2 separate regions of the Sus scrofa genome follow, and region 1 is linked to region 2. Evidence: chromatin contacts called from public HiChIP or PLAC-seq data. All regions are on one chromosome and are shown on one strand. The core of a region is the stretch at or near the end of the contact, and the rest is flanking DNA. Distances in the headings are between cores, read along the strand shown.

Region 1 (4,522 bases), core at 1,029-3,528, 180 kb before region 2:
AAACATTGGCTTGTGTAAAGGGTGACTGATGTTGACAAAAGAAGTGTAAGTAAGCCTAGTGAGCAAATCTGCCCATCCTCCTGCCCAATATTATTTGGCATGAGTCTGATTGTAAGCCCAAATCTAGTGGGAAGTCCTGCCAGACACAGCTTATGCACCTCCTGCTTTGGCTTAAAGGTCTCCATGTCATGCATGTGTGACCAGGAAAATAAGAGTCACAGCCTCTGTCTCCCTCCTGCCCTCCACGGAGAAGATAACCTCAGTTCAATGTAATCCTGGGCCTGATTATTCCAATGAGAGTAATGGACTGAGGATGAAGGAGACCAAAAGGAGCTGAGACTGTTTGACTGGTTCACACTCGTGAAACCAGACCCATAGAAGATGTAATGATAGGTTTGGAAGGTAAGAGGTAGGTCAGGAAAAGTTAAGAATCAGAAGCTACTGATTCTTAACTTTTTTGAGGAAGGGGAGTGATTAGGATAGTTGTTGGTGATGGGTGGCATTTTGGGGAGCTAGATTAAGAGATTTTTCAGGAAATCTTCTGTAAGCTTTTTTTTTTCTTTTGTCTTTTTTTTTTGCCTTTTCTAGGGCTGCTTCCCATGGCATATGGAGGTTCCCAGGCCAGAGGTCTAATCGGAGCTGTAGCTGCTGGCCTATGCCAGAGTCACAGCAACATGGGATCCGAGCCGTGTCTATACCACAGCTCATGGCAACGCCGGATCCTTAACCCACAGAGCAAGGCCAGGGATCGAACCCGCAACCTCATGGGTCCTAGTCAGATTCGCTAACCACTGTGCCAAGACGGGAACTCCTGCTATAAGTTTATAGATGAAATCCTTCCTCTAGCATTTTCTGAAAAACTATAATAAAGATGCAAATTGCTATAAAATTTTTTTTGGAAGTAAATATGTGCTTCTTTGGAAGTGACACTGTGCTAACACTGGGGACACAAGGCAGCTTCGTTTTATACGGGTTACATCTAAAAACCTGTGTTGTTTGCCTTGAGCTCTCAGTTTCCAGAGGGCAGGGATCCATATCCATGTAGCTGATCTGGTTATACCCCAGGAGGCATCTAAAAGCTCTCAGGTAGGAGGCTGAATTCGAGTCCTGGTTCACTATCCTACTAGCTGTGTGACCCAGGACACGTCACTCCCTGAATTCTGTGTCCTCACGTTACACCGTGAGCAATGGTGGTGACACCTGCCTGCACCTTGGGCTTCTGGGAGGATCAAATAAGTACGTATGAGCATACTCTGTGACCTGTAAAGAGCTACCCACATCATCCCTTGGTATGACCTCTTATATGGCAGCATATTCAGTGACTTACTTACTGTAACTAATGATAACAATGGCAGCTGGCATGGGGCCAGGACTGATTCTGCCCAGGGCTATAAGCAAGTCCTCTCTACCCCTTCCTGGTATGTCCTCTGTCTTGGGAGCCAGGGAGGAATAAACTCAGTCCTTGGAAATCTACTGGGAACTGCACAACTTCCCTACCTCATTTCACCCAGGGCCTCCACCACTGATTAAATGGAAATGCTGGAGGGCGTGATGGGCCCAGGCCAGGATTCTGTTGAATCCAGCCTGTGCTCAGCCACCACGCCCTGTGCTGATGGTGACTTCACCCGCTGGCTCCCCTCTCAATGGACAGAGTTCTCTGAAAGGCCATTTTGTGACTTGTCCTGGGAGCACTTCATTCATGCTGGCTGCAGTTCTTTCCCTTTCTGCTCAAAATTAACCCTACTCAGCCCAAAGCAGCCCCAAAGAATCTGAATGAGACAGTGACGAGTGAGGGCCTTGCACAATCCAAGTTTGTTTCCAGGGGAGTTTTCTCTGCTTTCCAGGATTCCAATGGAATCCCATCCAACCAACCGCGGAGGCAATGGCTTGGCGAGAGCCAGGGGCCCGCCCCTCATGGAGGTCTCTCCCTGTATGTCTCTGTTCCTCCAAAGAGCTGTACCTCCCTATGGAAAGGAAGCCAGACACATGTCTACCTGCTGCCTCAGAATCTGATCCTGCCTTGTTGTTTTTAGTAGCTGAGACCAAAGGCCTGGCTCATTCTCTCCTTGGTTTAAGGCAAGAGTCCTTGCAACGGATTTTCCTGAGAGGCGGCCCAGAGGCTGGTGCGACAAGGAGCTGGCCTGCTTTTCTTTGCCTCGGCCTGGCCAGTTCTGCCCTCGCCCTGAGCCAGGCCAGCAGGAATCAGGGCCCAAAGCAGCACCAAGACCTTGAATTAAGACACAGGCAACTCATTCCACTTTCCTGGCCGCCTCGATGCATCTGTCTTGTCGGCCTGTGTCTCAAGCTCTTGAGCGATTCCAGCTGCTGAGCCGGGCCTGTGGACGTAGTGACATTTGGTTTCTGTTAGCACACAACAGATCAGTGTGTTCACCTGTTCATTTTTTCCCTCCTGCACAAGGAGGGGAACAAAGGCAGCCAAAACCTGATGCTGCTGATTTGGAGATTTCCCATTTCGTTTCGGTGACTTCATGCCTTGGCCTGGCCTCTGCTGGATCTTCCAAAACCACTTTATTTCCTGTGTATTTCCAGCACTTGGCCAAAAAGAATGTACAGTATGAAAAAAATGTCTGCTGCCCTCAATTGCAGAGACCCTCTGGAAAAAAATATCTGGAGGGCTTTTAAATAAAAGAAATAATTACAACTGCTGAGTGCCTTACAGAATCTATGAAACTCGACCTTTTCCAAAATATCATAGTATTTCCTGTGGCTTCTGTAGACTAAGCCTTCATGGATTTAGAAGTATGTGTCCAACACAGTCTCTGGGCTCCATTTTTTAAAAACCAAAAGTCAGATGTGAAAAGCACAAATATATCCTTTTGGAGGACAACATCCCAAAAGGTGTTAAGCTAAAACCCAGCTGGAAAAATATAGGCTGCCAGCTGTCGGGGTGGTGGGCCATGTGCATTTATTTTATTTTATTATTATTTTTTTTTAATGAATGGAAGTTTGATTTTCCAGCTTGCCGCCCAGTTGTATGTAGCTTTTCAGATGCTGAACATGGCAGGTATGCCTTGCAGCTGTGCACAGTCACAGCTTACAACTCTATGGTGGGTGGAGAGTGGTTTATGAGCCTTGAGAATCATAAATTCTAGGCTTAGAACTCTCTGTATAAACATGGTTAAAAGTTGGAAGGGGGGAGAGAGAAAACATTCTGACCTTAAACTACCTATGATCAGTGATCCAGACTCCTGGTAGCCTTTCCCAAGAGAAAACTGAAACCTTTTGAAACAGAAACTCAAGGAGAGAGAAGCTTCTAGTGGCTTTCCGGAAGAGGTAAAGATTTCAGGCTTGGGTTCACTGTGCGTGACTATTTCTCACTAAGTCTACGTGTGGACAGACAAGATGAAATGGAGGGTGGTACAATTAACTGGACACTTAAACCTACTAGACCATCTCCAACATGTGGTCCTAAAAACCTCCCTTGGTGGCGTTGCAAAAATAATTCGGATTATTATTTTAACTTTATACTGTGGATTGCCCACTTGAATTAAGTTTGTGGAATGAGGGACTCTGTTTCCAGAGAGGAGAAATCGAATTCTATAGCAAAGGAGTCTGAATCGACTAGTGAGCACAAACTCACTAATTAACTCCAGTGAACGAAGCCCCAGGCTCAATTGTGAATGGGTGGCCATTTGTCTTCACAGCCCCCACCCTCCTCTTGTGCTTCCCTCAAACCCTAACTAGAGACCCTCCCTTTAAAGCTTGGTAGCGTCCCAGGCTGGGAAAAGTCACTTACTCAACTTAAAACTTACTTAGGAATTTTCTTCTCTAAGAAACCAATGACATAATTTCCGTTGAGGTGAGAACAGCTGACTATGGTCCGCCTCGCAGGGAATAGACATGTTTTAATCGCCAAGGGAGAGTCCCCTCTCCCCCCCAAAAAAAGCCAGGCTCCTGGGAACCATGGTGAGCTGATCAAAAAGATGTTTTAAATGGGAGATGGGAATATCTAAGCCTCCTCATCCACTAGCTTCAGGGAAGCAGCATTCCCAAGAGACAGAAGCGTAAGGAGGAATCTGCTTTTCTCTGTGGTGCAGAGTTCCAGGGATGGGTAGTAGAGCAAACACAGAGCAATGGACTGGAAAGAATTGACACCTCTTTATTTAACCTTGGCCTGTTAAATAGAGAAAGACTCTTCAGACACGGAGAAAAACAGCTAACCAGCCCCAACCACCTTCTAGAGGCACTTTATAAACTTCCTGTAGTTCAGGCTGCCTCCTCCATCTCAGGACTTCAGAATAGGTGAGGCTTGTTACCATGTGACACTGAAATCCCACTCCTGGGCATTTATCTGGACAAAATTCTAATTCAAAAGGCTACATGCACCCCTATGTTCGTGGTAGCAGTATTTACAACAGCCAAGACATGGACGCAACCTAAATGTCCATGAACAGAGGAGTGGATAAAGAAGATGTGGTACATATATACAAAGGAATATTACTCAGCCTTCAAAACTAATGAAATAGTGCTATTTGCAGCAACATAGAGATTATCATATTTA
Region 2 (4,432 bases), core at 136-2,635:
CTAGCTAGATATTCAGATGCCCTCAGATGTGTCTGTGTTGTGTAATTTTCCTGGCCTTGTAAAGGAACAGATCTGACTGGTCAGGGATTTTACTGGAGGCATCTACGCTGAGATTTACAGTTGATGAGAAACAAGGGCAGGTTCCTTGACATTCTATGGCCAATGTGCCTGCAATCTGAAACCTCAGGATGATACTTTCTGTGCTATTTAGCTGGTATTTTCTAGGTACAATAATTAAACAGAGACCAATCGCCAAACTCAAGTGAAAGCAGTCGATGAGAAAGTCAGTCTCCAATTCCTTCTGCTCCTAAAGATGCCAACTGTGAGTAATTCCTGTCACCTCCATCTTAATACATAGCTTCCTATCCGTCTGACCCTTGCAAACATCATTTAAATCACTTGGAGGATTTTTTTTAAAGTCTCAATGCCCAGGCTATACCTAATACAACTAATCAGAAATGCTGAGGGTGGGCTCCAGGCATCAGAATGTTTTAAAGCCTCCCAGATGATTCAAATGTGTGACTATGTCTCAGCACAAAGAGTTTAGAGGGACGGATCTGGGTAGAGACTAAGAGTTAAGTCCATGGGACGCCCTGATCTATACCATCCATTCAAGGGCTTCATCAGCTCACGCTGATGTTCTGTTTAAGCTCACACTGTTTACTGCAACGAGAATACTTCTCAATCGACACGCTCTTTAATAAAGTCTAATTTGGGCCATTTCCACATTGTTAGTGTTGACAGGGAAAGTCCCCACTGAATTGATGATGGGAGGGGTTGGTGCTTGAAAAATCAAGCCTTGAAGTATTAAGCCGGCTTCCGGAGCCCAAAAACCAACGGAAGAGCTGCTTCAACGACTTCTAGATGCTGCCACCTGGTGGGGCCTGCGCCCAACTCGATCACCGCTCCTCATTCTTGGAATCCCGGCCCCTCCCCCAAAGAGGGGTAATTTAGGAAAATGTCATGCATTTTCAATCCAATTTTCTGGGCCCTTCCACATTGATCAGACTTCCTTCTCCCCCCACCCACCCCCAATTTGGTTAATATAATTGTTGCTTTCACATGGTGAAGCCATTTTAGGTAATAGCTTTGTTTGTTACTATGGTTACAAGTTAGCAGTACTTTGGACTATAAATCTATCATTTGCAAAAGGCAGCTTTCTTTTTGTCAAGGTGCAGTCCTCACGTGTGTTGAAAAGCAAGCTGAGTAGCAGCATTCATCTGCTGCCTTAAGGAAAGTGGCCTTTCTTGGCCAGATTCTATTTGAAAGTCCTCTGAGTCTCGCGTTAGACACTCCTAGGAAATTCCTGGATGCTGTCCCACTTTCTCCCTCAGGGGATGTTCCTGCCTGAGCCGGGCACCCAGAAGAAGAGCTCGCTGGGAGAAAGTAGGAAAAGTGGCTGTGCGGCAGCTCTGGCTGCCAGACCAAAGCCCTCCTGTGACACAGCTGGAGTGGTTACTAGACTGTTGGCTTTTGGCCGATGTATTTCTCAGCTAAAGGCAAGGGTTGAGAACATAATCTCTCAGGAGTTAAATTTCTTTGGGTGTAATCTCTTCCTCTCATGCATCTGAAGTATAGCCCCTTATTTCCTCATGGAAATGAGAGTTATAATCCCCCTTTAGAAAAAAATAGCCCAAGTTCAGAGCTGGGTTCAACGTGCCACCCTCAAGTGACAAAGCGTGACCAGCATGACTGTGTCTCTGCTTTGACCATGCTTCACACCCAGCTGAACCAGACCCAGCCCTCAGAGGGCAGAAGCTGAACGGCCTGAGAAGTGGGGTTTTCCTCCTGGCCCTGGTCAAGGATAACCTTGGAGATGGCCGAGGGTTTACTGCACCCTCCATGTGCCTAACCCCAACTAATCCTCACAACAAGCCTAGGGGGTGTGTGCCCCCAGCATCCGACATCACTCTCATTTTACCCAGGAGGAAACCGAGGCTCAGAGGGATTAAGCACCATCCTCAAATCACACAACACGTCAAGGGCTAAGCCCAGACTCATCCTCTTTGGAAGCCAAATTCTGCTTTCATTCTAAGAAGTACTTGCTGCCAACTCCACAGAGACTCACTTTCCAGATTCAAAGAGGAGGGACCAGGAGAACAGAAAGAACAGGGCCCATCAAGGTCTCCACGGAGGCCTTCATCAAGCCAGGCAGAACAAACTCCATCTTCCCTCTTCAGGAGAAAGTTACTGCCTGGGTAGCTCACTGGTGAATTTCCAATGGCTACTCATTAGCTAGCCCTGTCATTTAAAATGATTGTCACAGGGAAGGAACATATTTATGCCACTCACATGGCAGGATAATTTGCAGTTATATAATTTCATGGTAATTATCATCGGAATTGCCAGGTAGAAACTAGGCACTTTGGAGGTGTATGTTCACCAACAACTGGCTACCCTGGAATTCCCCATTAGTGACATGTGAAGTTGAGGCCTTGTAAGAGAGGTCATAAATTATGAGGGACTTCACCTTTGCATTGCAATTGAAAAGGCAGGAACCTCAGAGATACCAGGAATATTTTTCTCATCTTCTTCTGGCAGGCGACGATGCAGTTGTGCAGGTTTATCCTGTTTGTGGGCATGACTGGGGTGCCCTGGTGATAGGGAGGGGGCAGAAAGAGATGTGTGAGCTTTAGGGTGCAAGCGCTGAGCCATTCCAGGCTCGCCTCTAAGCCAGGGCACAGGAGGGAAATACCAACCTGTGAAGCAGTGAGTGATGAAACTCAGAGAACCTTTGCTTGGGCTGACGGCGCAGAGGCATCATGGGGCTGAATTACTGCCTGAATGGTCATGTGCTGTATGGGACCAGGGGATATAAGTTGGAGAAAGGACACCAGGAGAGGAGATGGTGGATTCTACATATTAGGGATGCTATGAAAGGCATGCGGCTCATACAACATGTACTGGGCATGCACCACCCTACCCCTCTCCTCTCCCACCTAAAACAAAAATAATCCCAGGTCTGGTTTTCTGGGCAGCAGTGTCCTCCTTGCCCATTCCTCTGCATCCCCTTCAGCTGACACCTCTGAGGCTGCTCTTATTGTTTGTAAGAGGGAGGCATGGGGAAGAGAAACCCACCCAACGTGACAGTTCCCAGCCCTTGGATGCTTCCCCACCGGTCACCTGCAGAAAAAGAGAAGCACTGCTTAGAATGGTAAGGGCGCCCTCACTCAGAGAAGAAACCCAGGGCCCAGAGAAGGTGAATGTGTGGGCCAAAGACACACAGCAGATAAATGGCAGGGCCAGGCCTGGAGTGCACACCCGTCACTGCCAGGTGATTTTCCACGATGCAACTCTGTCTCAAGGGAGGAGTTGTTGATGCTGTCAAACAGACCAGACTAAAAAATAATAGCTGGATGGGGCGTGTCTCTGCATCCATGATTAACGCTGCTCTGAGATCATTTTTTTTCCTTGCCTTTTTAAGTAACCTAATGTAAAGACTCAAGAGCAGACAGACCTTTGCTCCTCCTGAACTGAACTGCCTCCTACCACGAGATAAAGGCAACACTCCAGCCCACAATGATTTCCCTTTTCTCCTGGCTGCCAGGAGGCTCAGAGCTACATTGTGGGCTCCTTTGCTCACATTTTCCTCAGGGAGGAGTTTTCACTATAATTTTCCTTTCCTCTCTTTCACTCGATACCTGCGTTTTACGTTAGGTAAATTGCTTTGATCTTTTTTTTAAATTTTATGGCCACAGCACATGGAAGTTCCCTGGCCAGGGATCGAACGTGTGCCTCCACAATGAGCCAAACTGCTGCAGTCAGTTTCTTAGCCCACTGTGCCACAGTGGGGACTCCTGTTTTGATCTTTTGGTACGTGTGCTTTCATCATAAAATTTCTGGGTGGAGGTGGGGCTACCAACTTATCATACATATAAATAAATAGTAATCTCAAACTTTGGAGTTCAATGACACAGGAAATAAAAGCTTCCAGAACGTACCATGCCCTCCAGCTCTATTCACATGAGACGTGCAAGAGGAGAAAATTTCAGTTTTAGGGAAAAGAAATGAGAGACAGTTTCCCTTTATCAGCCAGAAACACCATCTTGCCCCACAAAGCATTATATCCAGAAGAGTCAGAAGCAGAACAAAAGACTTCTGGAGACCTTAGAGCTGTGCAGTGTGGGGAGAGAACTACAAAAACTTTGATAAAAGAAAAGCAGCTGACAGCTCCTGGACACCTGCAGTGTGCCCAGTGTTGGGATCTAGCTAGCTATCATTTTATCATCCACCTCGATCATCCTTCTAGTGCACTTTTTTCTAATTTTTCTCCCAAATTGCCATCATCACCCTTACTCTTACAGAGAAGGAAGCAGAGTTTCAGCATTATTATTTTCAAGGTCAAGTAATAACCTTGAAAATGGGGCTTGAACCCATCCTACTTGTAACTGACACCAATGTTTCCTTCTACTGTGTCACTCACAATCAATCG

The links. HiChIP or PLAC-seq counts read pairs in DNA pulled down with a chosen protein or histone mark.
Region 1: a contact with region 2 is called in an H3K27ac HiChIP or PLAC-seq map of skeletal muscle. The contact joins two enhancer-like sites. A contact is called at or near these places in 1 of 47 Hi-C or Micro-C datasets (heart right ventricle) and 1 of 2 datasets of contacts at active chromatin or transcription factors (skeletal muscle).

What each region holds. Positions count from the first base shown.
Region 1 is chr1:111,214,502-111,219,023 of Sscrofa11.1, reverse strand. The region is part of intron 1 of RORA (nuclear receptor ROR-alpha); the gene reads right to left. Among named protein-coding and RNA genes, the nearest start is that of ICE2, 270 kb to the left of the region's middle. Within about 2 kb of position 2,278, at least 22 of the 83 cell types and tissues checked have an H3K27ac peak or open chromatin away from gene starts, as enhancers often do. A contact at or near this core is called in skeletal muscle, where this site is marked.
Region 2 is chr1:111,035,999-111,040,430 of Sscrofa11.1, reverse strand. All of the region lies in intron 1 of RORA (nuclear receptor ROR-alpha), which reads right to left. Among named protein-coding and RNA genes, the nearest start is that of RORA, 320 kb to the right of the region's middle. Within about 2 kb of position 1,385, at least 6 of the 83 cell types and tissues checked have an H3K27ac peak or open chromatin away from gene starts, as enhancers often do. A contact at or near this core is called in skeletal muscle, where this site is marked.